Regions from separate parts of the Zea mays genome. Here region 2 is linked to region 1. Evidence: chromatin contacts called from public Hi-C data. All regions are on one chromosome and are shown on one strand. Each heading gives the region's core, a stretch centred on a gene start, on an enhancer-like site or on the middle of the called end of the contact. The rest is flanking DNA. Distances are from core to core; before and after follow the strand shown.

Region 1 (5,646 bases), core at 2,593-5,092:
AGATATTCTATTTTCGACTCTCTATATGACACTCTACTTACCTCTCCATAAATATTAAATTTTATATATAGCATCTCACTCCAACAGACTCTCTATTTAATTTGGCTAGTCATCGGCTAGCTAAATTTGGCTAGAGAGAGGGCCAATTTGAAGAGTCGGATAGCTTGATGAGTTGAATGATTAGTCTATAGGAGAGTTATTTTGCTGTTGAGTAGCTAAAATTTAGCTTGCTGAGTCATTTGACTAATCTCTTGAAGATGTTTAATAATGAACACTTAGGGATGTCCATGTAACAATGAACATTGAAGGGCACGGGAATGCTTGCTCCAACTTTATATATTAGGATTGTCCAATTTTTTTATATATTTGTACATCATTTTAAATATCCATGTAATTTCAGTATACGTGAATTATGTATTACAAATTTTGTATAACGGATTTAAAACATAAATCTTATATAACTAACTTATATAATTTCAAAACGATAGGAATATTTAGCAGGGTAATGTGACGGAAGAAAACAGAGTACAGATGTATAGCACGCATCCCTGTGCCTGCCGGGCTTATTGCTTTTTTAGGTCTCTCTTCGTTGCCACTCGCCAAAATACCCCGATATTCTTGCGCTCGTCTAATTACCCCACTTAAACCCCTTTCCTAGCTAAAATACCCCACTGTACTAATTACTTGTTATAATGGACATTTATACCCTTACACCGTTTCTTAACGTCACGTTCTCGTTTCTTCATTTTTTCTGCCGTGTGACAGATGCATCATGCTGTTGCAGCTGCGTGCGCTTGTGCTACTGTCCAGCCATTCTTTTGATAGAACAATGCATGCTACTGTCCAGGTTTCGACAAACCAACAGTGATTGGTTCCAGGTTGTTTCTAGATTTATGAATATGGTCATGACAGCCAAGTAGGAACTAGAAAACTGTTACTACATTGCATTCTCTACTGAAACACCGAAACACTAAATACTGACAGCCATACAGGAACCTGCAGTGTTGTCAACTAATGCATAATTTTGACAGCGTTTTGTCTTAATTTTGATAGGATCCATACATAGTAAAATAGTACTCAATTTTGATAGCACACAGTTCACAGTCACACAATTTAGCATCCAGTTCATAGTCACACACAATCACACAAAAGGCAAACTAAACGAATTTCATCAACATCTTTTCTTTTTGGGAGTAAGCTTTTTCTTCTTGGTATAATTGTTTCTTGTTGGGGTTGAGATTAGAGCACTTGGAGTTGCTTCATTTTCAACACTTGGAGGTGGTGCAGGTGCACATGTGGCATCTTCAGGATATGCTCTTGCAGCAGGGTACATGCCTCTATAGCTGTTGCCATGAAAATTCTTAATAAAATTTTGCATCAGATGTCTAAAGCACTCTCTCTTGTCTGCATTAGGAAAAACAAGTTCTACAGCAGTCTCCAACCCCTTACATGCATCTGTACATATAGCAAGCTTATCTATATTGCCCAATGCTTTTCTCAATTGTGTCACAAACCAAACTCAATTATCTTTTGTTTCACCATCTATAAAACCAAAAGCAATTGGGTACATCCAATTATGCCCATCTAGTGCGGTTGCAGCAGCTAAATGCCCATTCCATCTACCATTCAGACACATGGAGTCCACGCTGAGGTAAGGTCAACAACTTCCAAGGAACCCTTGTATACATGGGCCAAGTGCACAAAAAAATCTATGGAAGTACACTTTCCCATCTACAACCTGGGTGTCTATCTTCACAACGCTATTGGGGGACCTCAACAAAACCTCTGCCTTCCATTGATACAACAACCTAAAACTATCATCCCATGTACCATACATTTTTTCAATGCTTTCTGCAGCCCTTTATATGCAGTGTCATAAGTTATTTGTACCTTATATGTTGCTTGAAGTCTCTTTTGTAGGTCCTTAGCACCTATAGTTGGCTCAATCCTAAGTATAGGAAGTGCCTTCTGTGCTACCCATCCTTGAGTAGCATTCAACCCATCCAACCGGCTGCTTGAGGCACATGAATGCTCATTCACCAACAATGTGACCTATATCACAAACCCAAATTGAATATTAGCAAGTAAATTAAAAAATAAACACTAAAGTAAATTAAAATTAAACACTAAAGTACCATGACACTTCCATCTGGTTTTTTTGAACCATTTAGTCTCCAAGGACATTGGCCACCATTCCCTTGACAATACACCCTGTATCTTTCTTTGTCTGACTTTATTGTTCCAAGAAGAAATTCTTCGTTTATAGCATATTGCCTCACAGCTAGCCTGAATTTTACCATTGAGGGGTAGATGATACCCAAATGCATCTCTGGACGATCTACATCATGTAATATATTGAAAATTTCTGGAATATCGTCGTCAACCAGCACGTCAGCATCATAGTCATTCAAATCTGCACCATTACTCTGCGGACCAAAACTTGATTGTGAAGCAAATTGTGTTGTTGCACCATGTTGTGAATCATCCTCATCTCTAAGACCCAATGTGATGTATATCTCATCCTCATCAATAGGTGCAATTCTCTCATGAATTTCATGCTCCTCAATTTGTAGCATGGATCAATCAAACAATGTTCCACCAGTAAAACCAATGTCTTCTCTATCACCAGTACCACTGCCACTGGATTCACTTCCCTCGTCGACGCTTGTACTTACAATTTCATCGTCCATGATCGCTTCATAGTAAAGAAAAGCCATTGTTTATATTTATATGATCATAGAAATTAAATATGCAGGCGACGGATGATAGTTTTAGGTACCTGGGATGCTCTATGTAACTATCACTTAGATTAAATCTGACGTCCTACTCAAGTGCAGGTTGTAGAACGCCAAGTACCTGGCAAGTCTACCAGTCGCACGGGATGAAGAACCTGGCAAACCAAAATTCACATTCCTATTAGTGGCCACGCAACAAAAAGAAATCAAATATGTTATTGGAATCTGCTGTTACCTTGCGAGGGACACGAGGATGAAGTTGGTGCGGATAGCGATCAGATGAGGCGGGCACCGGGAGTCCGGGGTGGGACGAGAACCACCAGCGATCGGATGGAGCTATAGGTGTACATTTGGGCCGGGCCTGATGGCGGGCCTGATGGGCCGACCCGAAGCACGAAAAAAAGCACGGCCCAGGCACGGCACGACCCGAAATATTTTAGTGTCGGGTCGGCACGGCCCGTTATTTCGGGCCGAGGTCACGGCCCGTTTAAGACAGACACGAAATGGCCCATATAGAGGCACGAAAAGACCCATATATTTATTAAAACCACACTTCATTCCACACTTTCATATACTTGATAAAGAACACAAAGCTATAGATAATGCTAGTTAGATGTTTTTTAGCTTTGAATTAGAGTATGTGATGTAATTTTACTTTTATTATGAACATTAGACAATAAACTGAACTTACGAACTTTGTATAGATCTAATTATACTCTTTTTCCTTCTAACAAAATGATTTGTAAACGAGGTAGTCATTGCATAACTGTGGTAACTTTAATACAAATATTAAGTTTGCTTTTGTTCAAATTTATTTGTCTTATCTTTTATTTGTTTTATTATTTTTTGAATTTAGGGTTATGATGTGAATTTTGGGCAAAAAATGAATTTCGGACAAAAAAATGAATTTCAGGCCTTAATATGAATTTTGGGCTAAAAAATAAATTTGGGCTAAAAAAATTGAATTACAGTCATCGGCACAAGTAACAGTAGAGAATGTGACGTTACACGGTGTAAGGGTATAAATGTCTAATTAGTGCAGTGGAGTATTTTAGCTAGGAAATGGGTTTAAGTGGGGTATTGTAGCAAGTCTTTGTCTCTTTGACACGCAGTCACGCCCTCCGCAAAACTCCCCCACTCCACGCCCGGCCGCACCTCTCCTATCTTGCTCCAAGCAGCAAGTTCCAACTCGAGTAGATTCACTTCGCCACTCCGTTGCCCTCTCCTCCGCCGCCCGATCCTTTCCCCGTCTGAGATGGCATCTCCGGCATCGGCGTCGCTTAAGGAAGCCGTGGGCAGCCTCGACCGCGACGGCTTTGTTGGTCTCCTCTCCAACCTCATCGGCGAGACCGCACACCTGCAGAACGACCCGCCGACCTACAGGCCTCAGGAGGAGCGCGTGGCGCAGCACGTAGTCGACGTGCTCCGCCCGGTGTCCGCGGACACCGGGGGCGGCCCCCTCCTTGTGCGGAAGATAAGCTACGCCGAGGGCAGGAGCAACGTCATCGTTGAATACCCCGGCACCGTCCCAGGCCGCGTTGTCTCCTTCGTCGGCATGCACATGGACGTCGTCCCTGCCAACGGCAGCGAGTGGGTAGGCCCGCGCCCGTTGATATTGTTGATTTGATTGGATCTACTGATGCAAAATTTGCACAATATTTTTAGCGTTGTGATTATCAGTGGAGTGCTTTGGTAATAATGGGAGTTTTACTGTAAAAGTTTTTTTTATTGGAAACGTATCCTGTGCTCATGGAGCTCTTGTGCTCATATGAGCACTTTTAAATCTGATGCCTTCATTTCTCATCTAGAGGGTGAGGGCAGCAGTGACACACAGAAGAGACAGACGGCGCAGCGTAACAAGGGTGATCAAGGGTGGCACACAGAAAAAACTAGTAAATATCTATTCACACTTGGATGAGAAATGAAAACACCAGATTTAAAGTGCTCATATGAGCACGAGAGCTCTATGAGCACAAGATACATATTTTTGGAGTTTCTTCACACTCGAATACTTTGTGTACAATGAGAGCACGTTTGTTTCATCTTATAATCTATTATATATAATCCAGCTTAAATAATCTAGATGGAAAACAAACAGATAGGTTATTAGGTCAAATTATATAATTTAGAGGCCCATAAGCTGCTCAACAGTTTATTTGGTAAAAGATCCACTACCTATGATAACTCCAGGAGGAAATATCTATCATGGCCACTCCTTAAAAAACATTTCATCTATTTCTTTCTTGCTCTGGCGGTCCCGCCATACACCACATGACTAAAATCAATAATCAAAGTTCCAATAAGCTAGGTTGCTAAACAACTACACTAAAATTATTTAATCTAGATTATATAATATATAAGCTGAAACAAACAGGCACTGATTCTAAAGTATTTCCGTTAAAGTGAGTTGTAATTAATCATTGGCTCCATGGCTGGTAATTTTGCATATATATTGCTAGATGTGATTGGCTCTATTCGTGTAAAAATCTTAATTTTTTTAGTTTTTCAACGGCATGATTTTTTTGGTTTGTAACTTTTTATAGACGTTAGATTTGTTTTGTTTTCTGATACATATGTGCTGCCTGTAAAAATCTTCATCGTTTTAGTCTGTTATTTTCGTAAGTCATCTTTTTTCACCCAATGATTACTTGATTTTTTTTGTTTTGCAAAAAAAGATGTACTTGATTTTATAATCACTTGAGTACTTGACCCCCTTCATAGTTGATTCATGATTCGAATCAGTGATCTTTGCTTATCGATCTTTCTGCAGGACTTTGATCCTTTCTCACTAACCTTTGATAGCGAGGATAAGGACAAACTTCGGGGACGTGGGACAACCGACTGTCTTGGACATGTCGCACTGGTGGCTCAGCTAATGCGGCGGCTTGGTGAGGTCAAGCCACCCCTGAAA
Region 2 (6,349 bases), core at 1,650-4,149, 300 kb after region 1:
AAAGGTACTATGACATACGGTATTTATTATACCGGAAACCCAAAAGTGCTGGAAGGCTATTGTGATGCCAACTGGATTTCTGATGCTGATGAGCTTTATGCCACAAGCGGATATGTGTTTCTGTTTGAAGGTGGCGCTGTTTCCTGGAAGTCTTGCAAGCAGACTATCTTAACAAAGTCTACAATGGAAGCAGAACTCGCAGCATTAGACACTGTTGGGGCTGAGGCCGAGTGGCTTCGTGATTTCCTATTGGACTTACCGGTAGTTGAAAAACCGATACCGGCTATTTCCATGAAATGTGACAACCAAACGGTGATTACAAAGGTTAACAGTTCTAGGAATAACATGAAGTCTACAAGGCATGTTAAGAGGAGATTGAAATCTGTCAGAAAGTTGAAAAACTCCGGAGTTATAACTGTGGATTATGTCCACACATCAAATAATCTGGCAGATCAATTCACTAAGGGTCTATCACACAATGTGATAGAAAGTGCATCGAGGGAAATGGGTATGAGACCCATGTGAGATCTACTCTAGTGGTAACCTGCTCTATGTGATCGGAGATCCCGTGAAGTAGAGTGGAGAAACAAGCTAGGAGTAGATTGTGAGGAAAGATCCCTTCTTTAACTCATTTCTGATGCACATCTTTCCTATCTGTAAGGCAGGATGGTTTTTACCTTAATGTATTCCAAGAGTCTTATAAAGGTGAGATGTTGTCCTACAGAACATCTTCTGAGGAATACACCTATATGAGTCAGACTGCTAGTCACAGTCTATGGGACTTGGGTAATCCCTAAATACTCATGAAAGACACTGAAGTGTGACTTATATGCTTCTGAAAAGCGGGAATACCCTTTTGCAGCCTAGTATCAGCAAAGGATTTGAGTGAATCTTATTTCGCACAAAACTGTCAATTCAAGGCATAGTCCATTGTTCAGTTGTGAATGAGTGAAACTCTTATTCTAGATGAATGTTCAACTTAACAGTCTCCATCGAAACACTGGTATATCAAAGGATTGTGATTCTGATACTTCATCATTACAAACCCTAGAGTTTGGTGGGGATTGTTGGATCTTTTATGGGCTTGGCCCATTTATTGAATAAACTCTATGGTGTGTAATGGTGGAGAATACCAATAGTGCCACATTGGAAGTCCAAGGGTCTTTTGCCTTGACTTATATGGTGGGATTTATTCCACTTAACTTGAGAAGTCAAGAAATGGACAAGGGCGTGCCACACGCGCGCGCGCGCGCCGCCGGCCGGGCCGGGCGTGGCGTGGCGAGGCGAGGCAGGCAGGCAGGCAGGCGAGCGGGCGTGGTGTGGTTGTGTTAATTTTTAGCACTCACTAACCGCGTACGTCAGCCGAGTGACCCTGTCTCTTCGTCTGCCGAGTGACCCTGTCTCTTCGTCGGCCAGCCGAGTGACCCTTCTCCTTCAGCTGCCGACTCATGGCGTGACTCGGCGAGAGCTGGCCGACTCATGGCATAACTCGGCTAGAGCTGGCCGACTCTTGGCGTGACTCGGCGACCTTTCTCCTTCAGCTTCCCTCTGCGAGAGGTTAAATAGAGGAGCACCCCTGTCACTCGGTACACGCGAGAAACACTTTCAGAATCACATTTCAGCCGCCGAGTGAGGGTATTTCCATCTCGTGGCTCTGCGCGCACAGAGAGGCGAGAGGGCAGGTGCCTCCGAAGCCCTTGCCGTTCGAGACCCTGCTCGGGGGATCGGTAATTAGGTTTTTGGGAGCGTCTTCGCGACTGCCCAACGTCTGTCGTTGTCTTCATCGCTGGTTCCTGGCGTCTTCATCTCGATCGGATGACAAGAGAAGTTGGACAAGGATCAGGATCCTCGGAACGCATGGGAGGGTATGATCAATTCAGTTCGTTACTGTTTTATATTCTGCAAATTATATATGTCGTATGTACCTCTGTTCTATCGTATTATGATATGTTATATCTGTCTGTTTTAATTGTACAGTCATCCTGTTTATATTGTTATTTGTTTATTTCCAGTTGTTACGCAATAATCCATGAACCATGTTTATATACTTATTTTATTTATATGATTTACATGCTTCATATGCTTTGTGTTCTCATGATCCATATTGTTATGGATATTTTTGAGATCACGTTTTCTATGTTTGATTATCTATTATATGTTATCATCATAATGTTAATTTATGGAATTAAAATGGTACAGAAAATGCCTATATTTCTAACACCAATCAGCCCGGTAATCATACATAAAAAACCGTGAGTATAGTATACTGTAGCAATTTTCTACGAAATTATGGTGATAAGTTCCATACAGAATTATACACAAAGTGAAAGCTAGGAAATCGGAATTTACAGAACAAAAAAAAAGTCACGGGTTATCTGGTCGTTCGCTGTTCTTTTTTTTCTGTCCGATGAAGGTTGATTAGTGGAGTCAGAGTCGGTTACTAATGTCTCGATTATCTAGAACAAAAACGTTTTCTCCACTACTGGGTTTGTTGGGCTTACACAGTGTGATAGGCCTTCGTTCTTCGAATCAGAAACGGCATACCTATACGATCTGGCGAGTACATTTGTGGTCCATGGGCCCAACAAATCCGCCGCACTGCTCGTTATCCCTCGCAGCAAGTTTTCGCCAAATCTCGGCTACTAGCCCACAGCCCACCCGGCCACAACACAAGGCAAGGCCTGCCATTTGTCGTTTGCCAGCCCGTTTGAACTGGGACTCTCCGTCGGCTCTATAAGCTGGCAGCCACGTTTTGTGTTCTATCTTCAGGACCTATTTGTATCCTTTTGGTGCTCTTCTATTCAGATTCAATATAAATATATCAGGTGGGGACCCCCGCATGATGAAAAAATTTGTACCGTAATAGAGTCTAGCTGAACTCTGACTGGGCGATATTACACATATGCTAGGCACACCATTAAAGCAGAAGAATGGAGAGATACAGAACATGATGAAATGAGCATTGCATTAGACAATACAACATCATGGGAAGGCACAATCGAAATTGCAAGAGTTTGCCACCAAATTAGCTGAAACAACAGGTGCCTCGTACAAAAATATATTTTGCAGAGATAAGCAGACAGGGAAAGTGAGAGCATGAGCAGTGCACTTGTCAGGTAAATGGTTGCTAAATGGCTACGGTACGGTAAGGATGGGCTGTACATAAAGCAAATTTTCGAATCGGCACATGGGTTGTAAATATCGGAGATAACTATGTGCTATGCAGGTAGGATTTAAAGGGGAGAAGAGACGCTAGGTTATGTCAGCCATGTACGTGAGAGCAAGATTAAGCATGCAGTATGAACATTGAATGTGTTGTGCTGAAAATTCCTTAATATGTAGGATCTAGATTAAGCATGTAGCGTGGAAGAACTGGGCTGCGGCTTGCCATTAGAACCCAAATATCCTCACCAACACTCACAACCCCCAAAATGCACTGAGAACTGAGTCAAACATGCAGATATGACGCACCATCAAAATTAAAGTTTTAAAAAAAACACAAGCAAGCATAATTTTTATCAAGAGAATCAGGTTGGTTAAATTCTACTCACTCCGTCTCAATTTATAATTCATTTGAAAGTTTGATCGACTCATCTTATTATTTTTTGTGCGAAAAATAAAAAAGTAGATCCATACTTGAAGTATCCCAGTAAAGTTAATAATAATTGTAGTTTTTTAGAATAAGATGAGACGATCGAACTTCCTGTAAAAAAGTTGAACGGATTATAAATTGGGATAGAGTGTGTATTTCACAAGAAAATTGACAACATAAATAAAAAGATTTCTGAGTCCTCAACGTGTCAAAAAATAGGAAATTCACATGGCCTCGATATCGGTGCATCTAGTCCATCGGTGATAAATCCTTGCTCTAGGTTCACCGCTATAAGGTCCATCAAAACGAAGCTTCTAACTTATCCTTCACACTAACAAACATATGAGTATGATCCTGAATTTATATATCAAGTTAGAAGGGCGTATATACAAAAGGACCATACCAACCTACTCCCTCTGTCCCAAAATGCTTGTCGTTCTCGCTTTTCGAGGAGTCAACCATTCTAAACTCCGACCAAATAGATAAAAGAAAGCGTGAATGTTTATAGTACATAATTGGTATCATTAGGTAGATATTTAAATTTATTATTTAGTGAAATTATTTGGAGATACAAATGTTGCTAATATGCTCTATAATCTAGTCAAACTTGAGAAACTCTGACCGACACGAATGTCAGAGCGACAAACATTTTGGAACAGATGTTGTATTATAAAATTTCATACAGAAAAATTGAAGATGTGACACGATTTTTTTCACAATCATGGCAGATTAAATTTAATTAGATAGAATATAGCAAGTCTTAGGATGGAGCATATTGTTTCTATTGTTTTCTATTTAAGTAACCAGGTTGGACAAATCAATTTGGCTATAGGGTACTCGCTTAAACTAGATTTAGTAATTAGAAACATGCATACAAATCATTGGTGGAGCATGTTGGTGGTGTCAACAATATCCACAACAAATGTTTAAAGCATTGTGATGATTTTAATTATAATGATTTCAAGAATTAAAGACAGAGAATAACAAGGCAGCACACTAGAACATCATAAGAAGCCATAAAAATTACCTAAGCTCTCAATAAATCTTAGTCTAGCTCAGCCAGAGTTTGCACCAGATGCTCAGCTACATGATCTAGCACCCGTTATAAATGGCGTACGTGTAGTATATCAAAAGCGATTTTGTGGTTGAAAGCGACCGGACCGCTCTCTCAAGTTCCCCACCTAATCATTGACCTACCTAGTTCTTCCACGAGCCTAATTAACGCGGAGCAACGTGACAGCGAGACTAAGACCCCCACTGAAGTACTGGCCGTCGAGGGGAGCCGGGATTAGACTGCACTAATTGGTCCCGTTCGCCGTCGTCGGCGGGATACAGCATGCTGCTTGACGCCGACCGCCAGCTCCTGCGCGTTGCGGTTGCGCCGTCTCGCGATTGAAAACACAGGGCCGAGTGGCCGGCCGTTGCCCATGTGCCGCGCGGCGCCGGCGGCACCTACCGGGACGTACGTGGTGCGGTGCGGTGCGGTGCGGTGGTGGACGGGATCGGTGCCCGTGGCCCGTGCCGCCGCGCACCAGCTATTTTTAGACGCGTGCGTCTCGGCTGCGCCGCAAGCCACCATGCATGTCCGCGCAGCCGGCAGCGCTGTGTGATTTTTGTCTGTGCTTGGTGGTTGCGCGCGCCTGCGAGTGATACTGTGTGCTGATGTGCCCGTCGTTTTGTGCCTCCTTTTTGAGCTACGAACCAGGAATGAACGAAGAGAATCTTGTATATGTGTGTGTTTTTCTTTTGGGTAGCAATACATTTTGAGGAAAAACACAGCAGGAACGTTGCTGTTTTTTTTACCTTCCCTTTTTTTAACAAGTTCAGTAGCTACTGACCGAACTTTCAACGTCATCAAAGAAGGGCATCTTGATGAGGAATATTTGATGGACTGGACTCGTAGGAGGAGGGAGGCGTTAGCTTGCATTGGTGGTATCTTTTGAAGAACAAATTGGATAATTTCGTCGGAGGCATGACCCAATAATCATGACGAGCACGTTGGTGCTTCATTCGACATGAGATTTGGACCCCTCCCAAAAGATCTTGCGTGACTCGAAAGGCATGTCTGTACGTGGACTTGCTTGGCTGGACACGGGGAGAGCGCCCCCTGACCCTGATGATGATTTGTATCGCACCGCGCACCACGGAATCTGTTCTAGGCTGTCTAACTTGGCATTAGCCAGTGTGGTTTTTAGAGCCAATCTGTTCGTGCACCGGCCGGGCAAAAGATATCTTCCCCAAAAAAACGCAGCTACTCGTAGTACTCCCTACGGACGTGTGCACGGATTTGCACGGGACGTGCGGGCACGGTGCACGCATGCATGCCGCGCGCGGCCGCCGAAAGAAGCGCTGGTGTTGTCATAGCTTGACGCCACCGAGCGGGTACACCGTACACCTGCATTTAATTGACACATTATGTTACGGCCCTAGGAGTTACTTAAACAGGAGCAAAGGACTAATCCCAGTTCCCGGATCAAGCTCGAGCCGGAAATTTCCGTGCCGAGATGCGGAACCCCACACAAGCACAGCTCGCGCGCGCGTCCGAGGATTGTCAAGCACACGTGCGGTACAACCGTTGACATCGCGGCCGCACTACGCTCGCGTGCGCGTGGCAGTAGACACGGCACGATACCAACGTGGAAACCAGCGAGCGGGCAGCGACGCTGTACGTGCTCTGTACGCCTGCTGCTCGCAGTCGCAGCCTCGCACTCAGGCCACACGGGCTCAGCATAAAAGAAGGGAAGGGCCGAAGGGGTC

What was found. A called contact is a pair of places that touch in the nucleus more often than the background predicts.
Region 2: a Hi-C map of ear shows a contact between it and region 1, with 2.1 times the contacts expected there. The contact joins the promoter of LOC103627578 here to the promoter of LOC100283456 in region 1. A contact is called at or near these places in 2 of 25 Hi-C or Micro-C datasets (ear and tassel).

What each region holds. Positions count from the first base shown.
Region 1 is chr5:206,508,215-206,513,860 of Zm-B73-REFERENCE-NAM-5.0, forward strand. It overlaps LOC100283456, which reads left to right and starts at 3,843. Exons shown (of 10, transcript NM_001156357.2): 1 at 3,843-4,329; 2 at 5,506-5,646. The coding sequence starts at 3,991.
Region 2 is chr5:206,805,572-206,811,920 of Zm-B73-REFERENCE-NAM-5.0, forward strand. It overlaps LOC103627578 (DUF740 family protein), which reads left to right and starts at 2,900. Exons shown (of 1, transcript XM_008647879.4): 1 at 2,900-6,349.